Linked DNA regions of Mus musculus: regions 2, 3, 4, 5 and 6 are each linked to region 1. Evidence: chromatin contacts called from public HiCAR-type, HiChIP or PLAC-seq and promoter capture Hi-C data. All regions are on one chromosome and are shown on one strand. Each heading gives the region's core, a stretch centred on a gene start, on an enhancer-like site or on the middle of the called end of the contact. The rest is flanking DNA. Distances are from core to core; before and after follow the strand shown.

Region 1 (2,804 bases), core at 228-2,727:
GTGTTTTAGGGGCCTCGGGTTTTCCTGAGGCAGATCAACAATTATAAGAAACTGGAATCTTGGGAGGATGAACGAACTAGAGAAACAAAGACTTGACAGCCCAGTGCCTGAGTTTCTGAACTGTCTGGGAGAGCATCCAACGTTCCGGCGAAAGGCAGCAGGCCAAGTGCTACCTGTGGCTGTACATGTACAAGTCAGCTAGCCTTCTGCTTGCCCGGTCTTTCTAATACCTATTTCCAGGATGTGGTGATAAAATGCTGCCACCTCTGAGTCAAAATTCAAGCATTTTCTTATCTATCGCAGCAAAGCAAGTCTCAGTAAGCACTGCGAATCCCAGTTAAATCACGGCAGTGACTCAAGTTATTAGAGTGAAGCTTTATTTTTCTGTGGAGACCCAGCTCAGACTACAGGTCCTCCAGCAAGCTTTCCTCGGACCTCGTTCCCAGTGTCACCAGTTCCATCCTGTAGCCTGGGCCGACTCATGTGGCACTATTTACTAAGGGGGTGATGAGCCTGCTTATATAGGCTGGGAGTTCCGTGATGGCAGTGACCTTATGTTACTCCATCGGACGCTTTCAACGCGTAGCAAGGCCGAAGGTACAGAGCAAGTCCAACTCAATCCCAGCTCAACTGAGTCAAGTCTTTGGTAGCACAGCTGTGACATAACTCTGCACTGCCAATCATTAATTCTCAGTGAGATAAAACAGTGCTTTAGAGAAGAACATGTCTAAGCACACACACACATAAGGACTAATTCATGCCAAAAGACAGAGCAGATCGACAAAAAACAAAACAAAACCCAACGTTCAAACTTAAAGCCAGTGTGTCACTTGGTTCCTGCTGCCTGGTAGACAAGTGCACAACTAAAGGTTTACTTTAGGTTGCCAGCTCAGCCAAGCACACTCCCTGATGCATTCTCGCTTCACACCAATGGCTAAAAAAAAAAAGAGGCCCAGTGACTTCAAGTGTGCGACAACTCTCTGGATTTTATGGCCCCGTCGCCCGCAGCTGCGAGGTTAGCAGGTCTGCACCTGTTACAGACAAACGCGCCCAGTCCCTCCGACCCAAGCCCGGGGTTTGCTGGCCGACTGTTCTGGGAGTAGATACGGGCTCCCGAATCCGAGCTGCGGGGTGAGGAGGTCGGGGAGGCCGCCCGCGTCCCCGCCGCACTTACTCAGGCTCGCGGGCGGGCTGCGCAGTCGGCCGCGGGCTCGGAACCCGGCTCCGCGCTGCAGCGAGGCCCCGCGCCGCCCCCGCCGCTCCTCATCGTCTTCCTCCCGCCGAGGGGCCGCCGTCGCCACTGTCTAGCCCGGAGCTCCTGCGGCGCGGCGGGCCCAGCTGGCGCAGCCTCCACTTCCGGCTCGCGCGCGGTGTCCCTGGCAAATAACCCCGCCGGCCCCCACATAACCTGTTCTCCAGCTTCCTCCCGGGAGCGCGAAGCCAACCTGTGCACCCCTATGCGCATGCGCAGGACACTGGGCTCCGCCTTCATGCTACGGTAGCCCGTAGGGGCAAGATACATCTCGGCGTTTCCAGTCAACTGCTGCCTGAACACATTTCGGAGAACAAGGAGTTTCTCTTCTCTCCTCTTCTCCCCTCCTCTCCCAAATGTGCCTGCTCTTGGCTATGCTCTTTCACTTATCTGCACTAAACTTTCTCTTCCACCATGCCTAACTTTCAGGTAGTTATGCCCTTCCTTTTTACTTTTTTTTCCCCCCACTCTGAGGATAAAACAAATTTGGTTCTCCATTAACCATGCAGCTAAAAAGCACATTAGAGCAAGAGCTTTGAATTAACTAATAGCTTTTCTCGGCTCATAATTTGTGGTTCTTTCGTATCAGTAAAGCAGAGCCCGACCTGTGCCTGACGTCGGAGCGCAGGAGCAGTTGAATAAGACACGGATGTGTAAGAGTTGTACAAGCTGTACGAGCACCGCTGATGCTCCTGTACAGTAACGTGTGGCTTTGCAACACCACAGGGAAACTATCGTGAGACTAAGGGAAACTACAGAGAAAATAACTGGCCACACGGAGCCGTAGGATCTGGCCCCACTTTAAACTAGCCCTGGACTGTCGGCCTTGTGAAATGCAGCGTAAACACATTAGACAACCCCTGAAAGCAATTGACACTCTAGTGTCTCACCAGGACTGCAAAGTTTCACCTTCAAAGAAAGTGTTCCCCACACTTTGCCTATAATTTCTGAACTCTTATTGGTGGAGTAGGGCAGGTCATAGCCACCAATGCCAGTGGAAAGTAAGAGTTTCTGAGACGTGGAGCGTACGTTTATACTTCTATTTTGAGTATCTAGTATAGTTATTGAGTGACAGTAAGGTGTTCAATAACACTATCAGCTAGCTTTATTCCAAATCACCGAGCACCATTGAAAAGCCTTTAGTCCATGTAAGTATGTTTCTGCGCCATGAATTATTTATTACTATGTAATACATAATTATTTTTATTATTATGTATTATTTCTGCACAGTGAAAAGGCTACCAAGAACACAGAACCTGAATTAATTTTGCAAAAGTCTTTTTCTGGAGCCCTAGACTTTTTAGGTGGGAGGATTCTCTTCTGTCCTGGAAGTCTTCAGAAGCCAGTCCTGTCAGGGCAGCAACCCAGGCTCCAAGTTCCTCAAATTCGGCTCAACGATGACATCCAGCGGCGAGGGACCGAACATCCTTTGCTACAGGCAGAGACAGTGGAGGCGCGCTGCGCAGGCGCTCTGAGCCGCCGCGCCGGCCCGCCCCTGCCTCGCCTGTGCCTTTAAAAGCCGGCAGGCTCGCCTGTTCCCACTGCGCCTGCG
Region 2 (2,794 bases), core at 167-2,666, 1.1 Mb before region 1:
CCCTCAGCAGGAGCCACCTTGTAATCTCTTCAACAAATGACAAGCCTTCTGCATTCCTCTGTTCCAGGGAAGGATGGTGGAGCCTTTGGAAATATGGCTTGTCATTCCATTGCTTGCTGTCTTCTGAGGTGAAAGGCTAACTTGCTTGATTGTTTTTGCCCGAGTTACAAGTTTAGGATGACCGAGGGACCATAGACTTGAGTCACATAACAGACAAATACCCCATGAGAGATCTGTAGGGAGCAACATGAACACCCCAGCTTAGCAACAGAGTAACTACCCAAACCAGACCTAGCATTTTCAGTCATCTGGATGCTGAGTGGAAACTGGGGGCATCTCGATGTAGGGAGAATCCTATGCACAACCTTCCCTGGCTTCTTGTGCATGCAGAAGCAGGAAGGAGCCAAGATGACTCCATTTACCTCCATGCTGTCGTCATTCCCTGAGGGGTGAGCCCTAACCATGTTAATCTTCACTAATATGAGGGCCTCACACTAGGAAAGCGGACTCTGTTCTTCCCGGAAGACTGAAGATCTTACCTCAGTGTTGTAAAGCCACCTGGACCAGTGCCTCTGAATGATCAGGTTAACTTAGAATCCTTTCATGGACAACTGGCCATCATAGCAAATGTTACACCAATATATGCTTGCCTTGGGCTTAGATAAGCTATGGGCACGGATGGTCTGTAGGTCCTTAGAGACGTGGGCTTCCGACAGCTACAGATCATAAATATCCTGAAAGGACCTCAAGTGGTAGCAGAATGCCTGTGTAGAAAAAGATCTATAATCATATAAAGATAAAATCAATGGTATCCTCAGCACTGACACAGTTGGGGACATCCCTTCTGAGGAGCCTTGTGGGTGATGCTGAGCCCCTGAGCCCGTGCTCTGCAGAAGGCACAGGCACCGAGAATGGAAGGAGTGGCTGGTAAGCCCAGCCAGCCGACACCCTGGAGTCAGCTATGGGCGTGACTGCCAAGGAGCTGAGGCTGGGGGATTATGTGTGAGGTGCCTGCCAGTCGAGACGAGGCTTGCTTAGCTCCTACTGGTCACAGCAGTGGGAGGCTTCCTTTCTGGCAGGCTTGGTGGAGCCGCTGGGCACAGCTGAGCCAGGTCCTTGGATGTCCCAACCATAAGCAGGCTCCAAGAAGCCAGGAGCTGAGGAGGCGGTTCCTGGCAGCAGGTCCTGTCCGATTCCTCTCCCAAGCATTCTTCCCCAGGAGTAGAGATTTAGTCTTTGGTTGTGCTAGCACCTGTGGTTGTAAAAAGTTTACCTATTATAGATGGGACACAAAAAAGGCTTGGAATTTCCCACTGAACAGAAACATTAAAAAGTATCCCCCTACCCTCCCCCCACTAAAGATCGCTGATTATTCTCACTGGCTGGATCTAGGGTTATGAAATAGACAGCAGATATTGCACAATGTGATTTCAATTTATTTGCCCAGTGTTTTTGCATAAACCTGTTTCCCTCAAAGTTGGTCTAAGAAATGAAAATTAGGGAAAACCAAGAAAGACCATGAACTCTACAGAGGAAATCAAGTGTTCCAGTAATCTAATCAAATAGCCCTGTGCGGGCGTAGAAAACAAGCAGTTCTATATAATGCATAGTTCCTATGCTGGTCTCACTATGCTGCCTGTACTAAGTGGCTAAGCATTTTATGTCTGTGGCCCCTCCAGACAAGGACACAAAAGGCCACACGGACAAAGGGAGGAGAAACAAGCAATTTTAATAGCAACCAAGTTGGTCCTATCATTGAGATCTTGTCTCTCCTTAATATTTTGCAATCATTTCAATTTTTAAGGAGGAAGAGCCCCATGGTCTACCTTTTTAGAACAGCGGTTCTCAATCTGTGGGTTGCGACCCCTTCAGAGACAAATGATCCTTTCACAGGGCTTTGCACATCATATAACCTGCATATAAGATATCCTGCAAATCAGATAACCTGCCTATCAGATATGTTGCATGTCAGATATTTACATTATAATCAATAACAGTAACAAAATTACAGTTATGAATTAGCAACAAGAATGACTTTATGGTTAAGGGTCACTACAGCAGAAGGAGCTGTATTAAAGGGTCACAGCACTATGAAGTTTGAGGACCACAGTTTTAGAAGATTATGTCTCTAAAACTAAGCACTGCTCATTACAGTGGCCTCTCTAGCATATATGAGCCCTGTCTGGAAGAACTGGAGCCTTTATTATCAGAAAAATTATACATAAAAAGATGTACTTTTGTTGCATACATGTTTCTGTGTGGATATGTGCACGTGTGTATGTACAGGAACCTGTAGAGGCAAGAGAATGTGGCAGATGCCCTGGAGCTGGAGTTAGGTAGCGGCGAGCCTCTCAGTAGGAGCTAGGAACAAAACTCTAGTCTCTTGTAAGAGCACCAAGTGCTCTTAACAGTGAAACCATCTCTCCAGCCCCTCCACAAGAAAGTCTTATTTTTGTTTGATCAATAAATATTGATATCTATAGATACCGATGAATGGAAATGCCAAGAAAATTGTGCAGAAGATTGACATCTGACTCTTCTTGGGACCACTTTATATTTGGGTAGAGTTGGTCGTGAGCTGAGAACAGAGTCTGTAGGTCTCAAACAGGTAAATGAGGTGTCTGAGTGGGGACAGCAACAGTGTCCTGAGACGGTGTTTGCCATGCTCCCTGGGGTACTAGATTTGGAACTTCTGACTTAGAGTCTTAAACGCTCTATGTAGGTCCCAGTGATTTAATAACCAGGCTGAACACACATAGAGGGAGGGGGCATTTAGAAGGAGCATTCTGCTCCT
Region 3 (2,700 bases), core at 86-2,585, 1.1 Mb before region 1:
CGTGACACAGGGACAGGTGGCAGAGGCTCTGCTCATGGTCACAGGTGGCTCAGCCTCACGGAGCAGCAGAAAGGGTCTTTACCAAGGTCAGGGGTTAGTCTGTCAGGACTCAGAGAAACATTATCGTGAGTCATAAATCAGTAGACCAAACAGAGTCCCTGATGAACACGTCAGCCGGCAGCCTCAAATCTCATGGAGAATTCCTTCCACAAAGAGGTCAGTGTTTAAAATGGCAGTGGCCACCTCAGGGGAGCCCTTCAACTAGAAAGACCTCTGTACTCAACACCAGATTTTAGATACGTTTGGTGGACAGGAGACTAGCAATCTCCAGGTGAACACCTTTCCCACTGCTAGTGCAGCATCTTGGGGAAGAGCTCCTGCTGGATAGATGCCCAAAAGTGACAGGGCTCAGCCTACAGCCTACAGGGGAACAGCCTTGACAGGAGGATCATGACTGACTTAGATACTGGTTTATCAGTGGCAAATCCTACTGGAAGTTCTAAATGAGGCCCTGCTGAGAGGGCTGGGCTGGGCCTTCCTTAGCCCCACCATGCCCTGCCTTCCTGCCTTCTCTGCTACTTTGCTTTCTTCTCTGTCTCACATTCTCCTTTGAGCCAAAGGCACTACTGTCTATCACATTCATTACAAAACACGATTGTGAAATGTTTCACACAGCAGTCAGCTCAGTGTGCTCCAACCAGGGCAACTGTTGTCCCGTGTCATCATTAGGCCATTAGCAAGCTGTGGGGCTGTCCCTGTCCCTGGACAGACACCTTCATCCTTCATCTTGCCAGCAAAGAGATGAGCTGCTCTTTCTTTCTCTCTCTCTCTCTCTTTCTTTCTCTCTCTCTCTCTCTCTCTCTCTCTCTCTCTCTCTCTCTCTCTCTCTCTCCCTTCCTTCCTTCCTTCCTTCCTTCCTTCCTTCCTTCCTTCTTCCTTCCTTCCTCCCTCCCTCCCTCCCCCCTCCCCCTTCCACCTCTCTCTCTCTCTCTCTCTCTCTCTCTCTCTCTCTCTCTCTCTCTCTCCTTATTTTCTCACACTTCTCAAACCCTAACTGGAACCTAGGCCTGTAAATCCAGAGATTTCTTTTTATCTATGAGTCAGTATCAGAAAGTATGGGTGTGGCCAGCCCTCCAAGTTTTTGAAATTTTTGAGTGTTTTCATGCCACCTCAAAACATTATTTTATCAGAGACCTTTGAAGAGACTAACTCTGCATTTCACAGAAAAATATTCCACCACTGTGAGTTATGTAATATTGGAAACTGTCAGTCTAGACAGTGCTGGGAAGGCCCCAGTTGGAGTGCATTCCTATCCAAGAAGAGCAGTTTGGCAAGGGAACACTGAGCTCCTGGCTCCCTGTCTCTGTCACCATCCCTCTGATCCTCTCCTATTTAGCCCTCATAGCCTGTGCCTTTGGGCGAGGAGGATGAAGGTGGAGTCAGGGCTTCTTTGCTCTTTCTGTGGACTAATGAGTAGGTACATCACAGGTCTGTGTTTACTGTGGGATTTCTCTCTGTGTCCTTGCTGCCCCCAGTAGGTCAAAGTTTTAACGGGTAAAGAGGCATGAGAAGCAGAAGCCACAGCAGTGATCACAGAAGATTCTGCTTATGCTCCATGTATACGGAGGAGGGTCACACACAGTCTCAGGCTGCACCATCTTAGGGTCGTGCTGGCTTCCCCCAGGGTAGAACACAGCATGCCTACCCAGTCACTCTTCCAACATGTGTCTGTGGTTGAAGGAAAAGTACAAACAGCAATAGAAGCAGCAACAATACTAACAACAGCAACAACAGCAGCAGCAGCAACAGCAACAAGAATAACAGTAACAACAGCAGCCAACAGCAGCAGGAACATCAACAGCAACACTAACAACAGCAACAATAACACTAACAATAGCAACAACAACACTAACAACAGCAACAACAAAAACAACAGTAACAACAACAGCAGCCAATAGCAACAACAACAACAGCAACAACACTAACAACAGCAACAACACAAACAAAAGCAACACTAACAACAGCAACAGCAACACTAATAACAGTAACAACAACACTAACAACAGCAACACTAAAAAAAACAACAACAACAGCAACAACAACAGCAGCAGCAGCAGCAGAAATAACAACAAAAATTAAAAGAGTAGACCTGGTCACTCAACTCTCACCTGAGATGTCCCAGCACTGTCTGAGGGGTGATGGGTTGTGTGCACTGTTCACAACACAAATCTTTTCCAGGAGAAAAAAAGCTGTGTACTGTGAACAGGGGCAGACACAAGAAAATGTGATAGATGAGCTGTCAGGAACTCAAGGGGTCCTTTGCGAGCCCAGTTTGGAAGCTAATGAGGCAGGCGTGCTGGGCTCACTGTACAGGATGGAGCAGCTGCAAAGATCAGGGAGAGGGCTTTCAGCTGTTCTTTCAGAGAGTATGGTTGGATAAAGGAGAAAAGAGTCCTCTGGTCCTTGGCACATCACCTGACCCAGAGATGGAAAGCATGCTCAGGAGGAGTGCTGTACTGCACAGAAGTTTAGGACTCATTGCATTGATGCAGCCCATAGCCCGTCAGCTTCTGCCACCTGCCCATTTTCCAGCACTCATGCTTGCTCTGGGAAGGTTAGCCAGGCTGTTCCAGCAGCAGACTGGTAAACAGTCAGAGGACCCCACCTGCTTATCTTTACAGGAGCTGTATGGCGACCACA
Region 4 (2,746 bases), core at 34-2,533, 1.3 Mb after region 1:
TGTACGCCTTTAATCCCAGCATTTGGGAGGCAGAGGCAGGCAGATCTCTGAATTCCAGATCAAACTGGACTACAAAGCTAGTTCCATGATAGACCACAGAGCTGTCCAGGGCTGCAGAGAGAAACTGTCTCAAAAAAACCTACACATACACACACATACAGAGAGGTAGAGTGGAATCCTTACTGCCTTTGAACCTCCAGAAGAACCCTTCCTCTAAACTTCATGAATTGGACCTAATATGCAATGTTTCAGCATTAAAAGGTGGGCCCTTTGGGAAAGAGAGTAAGCCCTGGGGCTTTGGTTTAAAAAAAAATGCAACTAGTGTGTTTTGTGTGTGTGTGTTTTGTTTGGTTGGGGTTTTTTTGGCCTAGTGTTCTTAAGATGTTTACAAGGGAACCCTTATCTTATGCATTCTTTTCCCCTCCTAAGGTCTCCTGCTGGAAGCTCAGACAGAATCCTTAGCACAAACAGATCCACTACTTAATAGAGTTCTCAGCCTCCAGAACTGTAGGAAACAACTTTCTCTTGGGTATAAAATAATGAGTCATTGGTATTTTGCTATAGCAGCTCAAAAACTAAAAGACTCATTGAGATAGGCCACTACCCATTTTTCTTTTCGATGTCTTTAAAGAGAGCTATTGCTCTCTGGGACTAGGCCTTGAGCTCATTATGTAGTCCAGGCTGGCAAAATCCACAAAACTGTAACCTTTTAAATAAAACTTTATTAAGAGCATTTAACTGGCTCTAACATATACATTCTTAAGAAAACTTGGGACTCCTCTGGGCATTGTTCTAATTTATTGTTTGTTTACAATAAATTATTAACAATTTATTAATTGTTCTGGTTGGTATGTATGCATGCATGTATGTATGTATGTATGTGTGCAACCCCAGCTGGCCTCCAACTTACTAAATAGCCAAGGCTGACCTTGGACAACTGGTCCTTCTGATCCATCTTCTAGGGGCTAAAATTCTGGGCATGTACCACCACATCCAACTCACAATTGATACATTCTCAATGCTGGCTAAGGAAACAACAGGACTTTCCCAATTACTCGGGCCTTATCCTGTCTTTCAGCCAAGGCTCATCATAAATATTCTCCAACTCCTAAGGTTTTCGTGGGTCTTGTTGAGGTGAAAGTTAAAGACCTGAAGGCTGGCCAGCATTCTTCTCTTTAGTTGCCACGCAGCGGCGGAAAGAGCCGAGCGCGCTCGGCCGCATTCGCCGGCCCTCCTAGGCGACGTCGTCAGGGGGCGGGGCTCGTGCCGGCACGCTCGGCGCGGGGCATTGTGGGAAGGGCGGCCGGTGCTGCCACAGCTGCCATCTTAGGGACTCCGGGCCGGGCCTGCTAGGCCTTCGCGGCGGAGGCGGCCGTGTGCGTGGCGGGTGCGCTTGGGGCGAGGCGGAGGGTCCGCGGGCGGGGGGCCGCGCTTCCCAGCGGCGAGGGGGCGGCCTGCGGCGGGCAGCGGGCGACAGGCGGCGGGCGCCGCGCGGCGCGAGGATGGGCCGGTCGCGGAGCCGGAGCTCGTCCCGCTCTAAGCACACCAAGAGCTCCAAGCACAACAAGAAGCGCAGCCGCTCGCGCTCGCGCTCGCGGGACAAGGAGCGGGTGCGGAAGCGCTCCAAGTCCCGGGAGAGCAAACGGAACCGGCGGCGGGAGTCGCGCTCCCGCTCGCGCTCCACCAACGCGGCGGCATCCCGGCGCGAGCGGGAGCGCGCCTCGTCCCCGCCCGACCGCATCGACATCTTCGGGCGCACGGTGAGCAAGCGCAGCAGCCTGGACGAGAAGCAGAAGCGCGAGGAGGAGGAGAAGAAGGCGGAGTTCGAGCGACAGCGAAAAATGTGAGGGGCGCGCGGCTGGAGGCGCGGGGCGCGCTCACGGGGGCCGGGTGGGGCGGGAGCGCCGGCCCGGAAGTCCGAGTTGAGGGCGCGAGGCGGGAGGTTGGCGGGGCTGCGGATCCCCGGGCCCGAGGCGTTGGAGCGCAGGGCACCTGTGCGGGGGTCCGTCCCGGGGCGCGCCCGGCTTGAGAGTGTGGGCCCTTTCTGAACCTCCTTTCATACGGTCGTTCAAAGACAGATGCACAAAGTTGCAGCGGACACCCGGGGTGCCTCTCCGGCCCCTCTCTTTTTTGTCTTGGCCTCAGCCCCTCTAGTGAGCATGCTTGACCCTACTGTTGACCCTGCTGTTTGCCCGCCTAAATGCTTCTAGTTTCAGAGCGCTCTTATCCGAATTTTTCACTTAGGGCAAAACCGGTTCCCATCAGGGGACTGGACTTGAAATTTGGGGGAAGATCACGTGGTTTTGAGTGAGGCGGCTTTCGATGTGAAAGTAGGTGTTGATGACCCAACCAGAGTAAACTTGAACGTTGTGAAGTACTTTTTTAAAAAAGATGTGCCCAGCCCCCCTCCCCCCCCCCGCCCCAGCCACGTGGAGCAATAATACTAAGCATATGTGTTCCCTGTTAAGCCAGCCATCGTTTCCGGAGTAATTAACTGAAGACTTGAATAAGTGGTTATGAAGCAGGAACTAGGTAGTTTGTGTATATGACTTGTGTAGGGGTTTCTATTTTCTGCAAAAAAATAGAAGGCAGATTTTTGTGGTAGGCAGGTTTTCCAGAAGCCCCTAGGAGGGAGGTAAGGGATTGAACACAGCGAAGCACTGTAGTGGAACTGGGGTCTTGGCTTGTACTGTTTCTCAGTACACCTTGGCCACATAGAATCCTGTTAGGATCTGGAACAAGCCTG
Region 5 (2,826 bases), core at 263-2,762, 1.3 Mb before region 1:
CTGGAAGTGATTCTTCCGATTCTAGCTTGAAAATCTGGGAAGCATTTGGTGTAGCGCTAGAAGCAAGCATGCACAAGAGGGCTTTTCCCCTTTGGGTTAGATGACTGGCTTGTGGCCTGACCAGCTGTTGAGCCCCCATAGATCTTTAACACTTACCCAGATCCCCTGTTGGACTTAACAGATATCTTCACAAAGACAACTGTTGCTCACAGACACTAGAGCTAGGCTTAGATGTGTCACAGTGAAAAAGAAAAGGTGGGAGCTTGGACTTCTGTGTCTACATCAGCTCGCATATGGTGATGAGCACTTTTAAAAACATGTTACTATGACGCTTATTTTACCATGGAAGAAAGTAGCTAGTGGGGATTCATTCTATAATTGGACTCTCCGTTTTGAGTGTGATTCCCCCCACCCCACCCCCCGGGGGTTCGTGTGCATTGAGGAATGTCTTGAAGCCTCCCTGGTCTCTACACACTCAGTTTGGGAAGCACATTGCTCTATTGTGATGAATAGAGATATCCTTAATATAGCTAAATATGTCTTGGAGTAGAGAATGGAGAACGACTGGATTCACCCACTCTTAGCAGCTGCTAGTAGGAGCCCTGCTTAGTTTCATTCATAATGTCAGGTTGTGGAACATTTACAAGATCAGTGCTGCCCCCTAAACCAATAGTGGTCAGAACCATGTCTGGAGGATTGCCAAAGAACTCAGCCTGTTCCCCTAGGATTGTGGGCAGCCCTTCCAGATCTTGTTTTCAGAGAGTCAATGAGGCTGTCAGCCTGTTAGCAAATGGACCGCAGGGACTCATGCTGTGACAGGGAGCTGGACAGGTGAGCCCTTTGTTGCAGTCCCTCCCCCCTGAGAGAGGTTGTGAGAACCCTACCTAGATTAATAGCATCAGGCTAGCCTCAGGCCTGTTCCTTCCATCACGGGAATCAGGTTAGGGGTTACCAAGAGATGCAGAGCCCCACCTCCCTCTCAGTGAGAATTCCCGTAGGAAACACTGGCACCCAGGTGACCTTCAAGAAAATGCATAGCTCTGGTTAAAAGTCAGTGAGCCCTCATTGCTTACTGGGCACAGTACCTCCTTGGCTTGTTGTGGCCTTATCAAATATGTGGCCTTATCAAATATGTAGTCAGGACCCAAGTCTAAGACACTAGCTTCTCTCACCCCATGTGGAAGAGGTGCCATTGCTGTCCCTATACATTCTGCAGGCTCCCTAGAGCTCGGATGGCCTTGCTGGTCTGTCTATAGGAGTGTGATTAGTTGCCTTGTGTTTGGTTGCACCTTTTCTGGTTGCTCAGAGCATAGGGTTATATCCCGTGTCAAAGACATAATGAGTAGGAGCAAAGCCCTATCAAGGAGTGCTTGCTCATCACAGCCGATTCTAAGAAGAGAGGTGGAATTTTCCAGCCTTTCAAATCTAGGGACTGCTTTACACTGCCTGTCCCTCATCCCTGCAGGGCCATGCCTCCTGTCTCAGAACCGGAAATTCTCTGATTCTGAGAGCGTCTCGGCTTACATTCTAGTCATTTTTGGGCTATGCTGTGATGATCACTAAAGATGCCTGAGGCCATAACATCACTTTTAAGATGCAGGACTTTACCCTCTCTGTATCACAAACGTAGACTGCTTTCTTAGTCATCATTAGGTCTGAGGTGACATTCTCTCCCAAGGCAAGGATTGTACTTTTTTGGTATCTTTGTAATCTTCCATTTACAGATGCATTCATTTTGTTGATTTTTTTAAAAATAGGAAACACTTTAGTCATGATTTTATTGTGAAATCCGAGTGTATGAGCATTTCTATATGTTCTGCTTAGCATATGGGTTAGTGGCTCTCTCTTCCTTGTCATTCTCTGGGTCTGTGTATGATTGGATACACTGAGATCCTTAAGGATGGCAGGACAAGATTATATTTTTTGAGTAGTAGACTATTTTAAATTTGTTTTCCATAAATTAAGCTACGCCAAGTATATTATTTAAACGTTAGGAGATAGCCTATTTCTTCCCAGGAAACGCATTCTTTTCTGTAGCCGCTTATGTAGTCTTGTGAAGTTTCTTTGAGACTTTGAGCCAGTTAGTGGATTTGACCGAGCAGCAGGTTATTCATAAGAATAAGTAAGTTTATTAAATACTTTCTCTGAGGAGATACTTCAAAGAGTTTTGATTAGGAGAATCGAGTGTGTTTAAAGAGAAGATTTGGGTGTGGGACAGTGCGTGCTTCCCACACCTCACACTTGGCAGCAGTAGGCAGGTGCTTTTGTTTGCTGCTCTTCTTCCATCTCACAGGGAGTGGCTTTCATCAAGCCACTCATGCTAGTTGCTCAGAGAATCATTACTCTGAGCTAGTGTGGAACCCCAAGTTCCACTTAGGAAGCTAACCGCTCCAGAGTGCGGGGCACTCCTGACAGGTCAGCAGGGCCAGTATTTTTCAGAGTTGAGATAAATATGAGGGACATTTGCTTGCTGGCTCAACTTGCAACAGGTTCATAGACTGCAGACCAGCCCCACTCCCTGCTGAACTCCTCCATTCCGACAGAGGTGGACACCAAGTGACCAATTGGCAGCTCCCAGGACTGAGAGATGTCAGTCACAGCAGATCTGAGGTGGGCTTTGTCCTTTCTGCTGGAGGAGGTGTGAGCTGTGTTTGGGGAGGCCTTTCTGGAAGCATCAACCACCCACTTCTAGCCCACCTCTTATTCTGTTGCTCATTTCCAAAATCATCACCCTGTGTCTTCCAGAAGAACCCAACTCCTGTACCCGATGTCCCAGCTTTCCCAAACACTCAGTGTTCTGAAGCTAACTGCTCTTCCTGTAGTGCA
Region 6 (2,700 bases), core at 116-2,615, 1.2 Mb before region 1:
GGCCAGAGAACATGTTGAAGGAGTTAGTTCTGAGACAGATCTCAAGTTGTCAGTCTTGGAGATGTGCTTACTGACTACATGCTAGCCCTAAGGCCATTTGTGAGGTGTGTGTGTGTGTGTGTGTGTGTGTGTGTGTGTGTAAGAGGGAAGAGGGGGTGGATAGACAGTGACAGCGACAGGGACAGAGACAGAGATGTTTACCTGTATCCCTGTAGAGAGCCTAGGTCGGCTGTCTCATTCTCCATCTTACTTTTTCGGACAGAGTATCCTCATGGAATCTGGAGGTCAGGGATGGACAACACTGACTGATCAGTAAGACTCGTGGGTCCTTCCGCATTTACCTCCTTGGTGATGGAATTACAGACAGGAGCCACCATTGCTGGCTTTTCTTTTTTTTTACGTGGGTTCTGAACTCAGGGCCTCATGCTTGAGTGGCAGACACTTCAAAGATAACCCCTTTTCTGCTGTTTCTGCATCTGCTCTTTGAGTCTTCCTTTGATGAAGTCCCATCATTTTGCTACATGGTCTGCTTGCTACATTGTTACCGAATCTCCTCCTTAAATGGTTACATTGCTACGGGATCTCCTCCTTAAATGGTTACTTCTTTCACTTCTTGTTGATCTCTGCCCATATTGATGTAAACATGGGGTCTTTCTGCTTTTTACCATCTGCCTTCCCTTCTGGTAAGTAAGGTCTTTGTCTCAGGGCCCTGAGAACCAGCATCATGGTGGTGTTCTCATTTGCACGTGAGCCATCTACAATGGCTTCTCTAGACTTGATCTGTGGACATGTGCTGACTCTTGAACTGTTTGCTGTGTGTCCATGGGAGACACCCAGAAAAAGGACTGTCAGCACCCAGGGATGGTTTCTGACATCTGACCCCAGAATCCGTACATAGACCTGTGGTACGGGATAGCCCAGCACATGCTCTTTAGCAGCAACTGGAAAATGAGGCAGGAGCTGTTGACTGTTGGGCTGTGTGGATAGGAGTCCTCTTGGAGGATTTGTGGGCAGAGAGAACCCTGGTGCTTGCTCTTCAGCATGTTACAAGCGTCTTTTCCTTTTGACCTTGGTAGAGTGGATTTTGGAGAAAGAGGTCGTGTGTTTTCCCTAGCACAAAACCATGTCCTGAGCATCTCAAAGCTTCAACCCTCAGCCATGGCTGCAGGAAATAGCAGGATCTGGAGGGAGAGCTGTGTGGCATTGTGTGCTGATTAACCAAGACTGAGAGAGTCAGCCACACTTCCTTGCAATAGCCCTGAGGTCTGTTCCTGACTGCAGGCAGGTAGGTGTGGGCTTGCAGGCACCGGGGGACTGCTGTCTCTGGGAGCACAATCATGCCTTGTTCTGAGAGTTCCAGGCCCACATGGCATCAGCTTTCAAAGGACTCTGACTAATACGTTCCTCTAGTGGTGGGAGACTCTGAGACTGAGTATGAGGGAAGTAAATGTCACTATTGTGTGGGGCTGTGCTTAGTGTTTTGATTCCTGCAGACCTGGCCGACTTGGCTGGGGCTCAGCTGAATGGCTGCAGAGCTGGGAGCCAGTGGTGGGGACGCTGAGGGTTGAAAGCATCAGTTCTGTGAGAAAAACAAAACAAAACAAAACAAAAAAACCCCAACAACCTCTGGCTAACTAGGGGAGCTGGTAGTAGCAGCCTTAGGTCCTATCTTAGCTGCCCCCTCCAAATGCCCACACCAGTTTCCTAGGGCGCTTGGACAAAGCAGACCAGTCTGAGTGCTTGTGGAAAAGATGTCTCAAGCCATGGAGCTGGAGACCCAAGGTCAACATGTCTTAGGGTCAGTTTTCCAGGAAGTCTCTCTTTGGTTAGCAGATGCCATCAGCTCCGTATGTCTTCACATTCATCACTCTGTGTGTGACGTCCCATGTGCATGCTTTATAAGGACATCAGCCACAGCTGGTCCCCCCGAAGACCTCATTTCGACTTACTCAACTCTCCAGAGCCTCTGCCGTCAAATGCAGTAACTTTCTGAGGTCCTGGGTTTGGGGAGACAGAGTTCAACTGTGTGTTTGTCTCTGTCCCTGACATTCAGCCAACACAAGCTGGGTGGATTTCCACCGGCTTCGGTGGTCTCACCCTCAGAGTCATGTGGCTAAGGTACAACATGGAAGCAGGGTCACAGGATGACATCATTGAAATCCCTCAGAGATGCTTTGTTCCAACCCACTCTGCTATGGGCAAGGACCCTGGTACTGCTGCACATCAGCTGGTACCTTGGTGTGAAGATATGCCTAATGTGGACTGTTTGAACAGGTTCCCCCCCCCCCCATAGACTTATGTGTTTGAATGCTTGGCCCATGAGGAGTGGAACTATTAAGAGCTGTGGCCTTGTGAGAGGAAGTGTGTCACTGTAGGGGCGGGCTTTCAGGTCCCCTTCTACGCTCAGGCTCTGCCCAGTGCAGAGGAGAGTTTCCTTCTGCTGCCTTTGGATCAGATGTAGAACTCTCAGCTCCTACTCCAGCACCATGTTTGCTTGCACGTTGCTATGCTTCTTACTGTGATGATAATGGACTAAACCTCTGACACTGTAAGCCGGCCCTAATGACATGTTTGCCTATATAAGAAGAGTTGCTTTGGTCATTGTGTCTCTTCACAGCAATAGAACCAAGCAATAGAACTAAGACATGGACCAGCGGCCATAACAGGCAGGGTAGATTATAGAACACTGTCCAGAAGACT

Evidence for each region. Promoter capture Hi-C pulls out the DNA fragments that hold promoters and counts their contacts. HiCAR-type assays count read pairs that join an accessible place to other places. HiChIP or PLAC-seq counts read pairs in DNA pulled down with a chosen protein or histone mark.
Region 2: a promoter capture Hi-C map of 3T3-L1-derived adipocytes shows a contact between it and region 1, with 4 times the contacts expected there. The contact joins the enhancer-like site here to the promoter of Abhd13 in region 1. A contact is called at or near these places in 9 of 39 promoter capture datasets (the 3T3-L1 cell line, 3T3-L1-derived adipocytes, the C10 cell line and 5 more) and 1 of 115 datasets of contacts at active chromatin or transcription factors (pro-B cells).
Region 3: a contact with region 1 is called in a promoter capture Hi-C map of hippocampal neurons, with 3 times the contacts expected there. The contact joins the enhancer-like site here to the promoter of Abhd13 in region 1. A contact is called at or near these places in 5 of 39 promoter capture datasets (the 3T3-L1 cell line, 3T3-L1-derived adipocytes, embryonic stem cells and 2 more), 1 of 115 datasets of contacts at active chromatin or transcription factors (large pre-B cells) and 2 of 9 other capture datasets (adipose tissue and macrophages).
Region 4: a contact with region 1 is called in an H3K27ac HiChIP or PLAC-seq map of microglia, with 8 times the contacts expected there. The contact joins the promoter of Arglu1 here to the promoter of Abhd13 in region 1. A contact is called at or near these places in 5 of 39 promoter capture datasets (the C10 cell line, embryonic stem cells, erythroid cells and 2 more), 5 of 484 Hi-C or Micro-C datasets (CD4 T cells, CD8 T cells, embryonic stem cells and 2 more) and 3 of 115 datasets of contacts at active chromatin or transcription factors (large pre-B cells, microglia and pro-B cells).
Region 5: a promoter capture Hi-C map of the 3T3-L1 cell line shows a contact between it and region 1, with 3 times the contacts expected there. The contact joins the enhancer-like site here to the promoter of Abhd13 in region 1. A contact is called at or near these places in 4 of 39 promoter capture datasets (the 3T3-L1 cell line, 3T3-L1-derived adipocytes, the C10 cell line and 1 more), 1 of 115 datasets of contacts at active chromatin or transcription factors (astrocytes) and 1 of 9 other capture datasets (liver).
Region 6: a HiCAR-type map of astrocytes shows a contact between it and region 1, with 5 times the contacts expected there. The contact joins the enhancer-like site here to the promoter of Abhd13 in region 1. A contact is called at or near these places in 7 of 39 promoter capture datasets (the 3T3-L1 cell line, cranial neural crest, hippocampal neurons and 4 more), 4 of 484 Hi-C or Micro-C datasets (the HL-1 cell line, adipose-derived mesenchymal stem cells, cerebellar granule neurons and 1 more) and 5 of 115 datasets of contacts at active chromatin or transcription factors (astrocytes, embryonic forebrain, embryonic stem cells and 2 more).

What each region holds. Positions count from the first base shown.
Region 1 is chr8:9,976,390-9,979,193 of GRCm38.p6, reverse strand. Abhd13 (abhydrolase domain containing 13) reads right to left here and starts at 1,477. Exons shown (of 2, transcript NM_001081119.1): 1 at 1,175-1,477. It also overlaps a transcript of Lig4 not described here.
Region 2 is chr8:11,087,748-11,090,541 of GRCm38.p6, reverse strand. No RefSeq gene overlaps it. Among named protein-coding and RNA genes, the nearest start is that of Irs2, 80 kb to the right of the region's middle. Within about 2 kb of position 1,416, at least 28 of the 459 cell types and tissues checked have an H3K27ac peak or open chromatin away from gene starts, as enhancers often do. A contact at or near this core is called in 3T3-L1-derived adipocytes and liver, where this site is marked.
Region 3 is chr8:11,060,511-11,063,210 of GRCm38.p6, reverse strand. No RefSeq gene overlaps it. Among named protein-coding and RNA genes, the nearest start is that of Irs2, 53 kb to the right of the region's middle. Within about 2 kb of position 1,335, at least 27 of the 459 cell types and tissues checked have an H3K27ac peak or open chromatin away from gene starts, as enhancers often do. A contact at or near this core is called in adipose tissue and hippocampal neurons, where this site is marked.
Region 4 is chr8:8,689,074-8,691,819 of GRCm38.p6, reverse strand. Arglu1 (arginine and glutamate rich 1) reads left to right here and starts at 1,283. Exons shown (of 4, transcript NM_176849.3): 1 at 1,283-1,843. The coding sequence starts at 1,503. Mir7654 (microRNA 7654) reads left to right here and starts at 1,658; the gene lies at 1,658-1,727.
Region 5 is chr8:11,262,702-11,265,527 of GRCm38.p6, reverse strand. The region is part of intron 2 of Col4a1 (collagen, type IV, alpha 1); the gene reads left to right. The region is part of intron 1 of Gm32709 (a long non-coding RNA gene); the gene reads right to left. Among named protein-coding and RNA genes, the nearest start is that of Gm32709, 2.9 kb to the right of the region's middle. Within about 2 kb of position 1,512, at least 18 of the 459 cell types and tissues checked have an H3K27ac peak or open chromatin away from gene starts, as enhancers often do.
Region 6 is chr8:11,164,451-11,167,150 of GRCm38.p6, reverse strand. No RefSeq gene overlaps it. Among named protein-coding and RNA genes, the nearest start is that of Gm15418, 22 kb to the left of the region's middle. Within about 2 kb of position 1,365, at least 26 of the 459 cell types and tissues checked have an H3K27ac peak or open chromatin away from gene starts, as enhancers often do. A contact at or near this core is called in astrocytes, where this site is marked.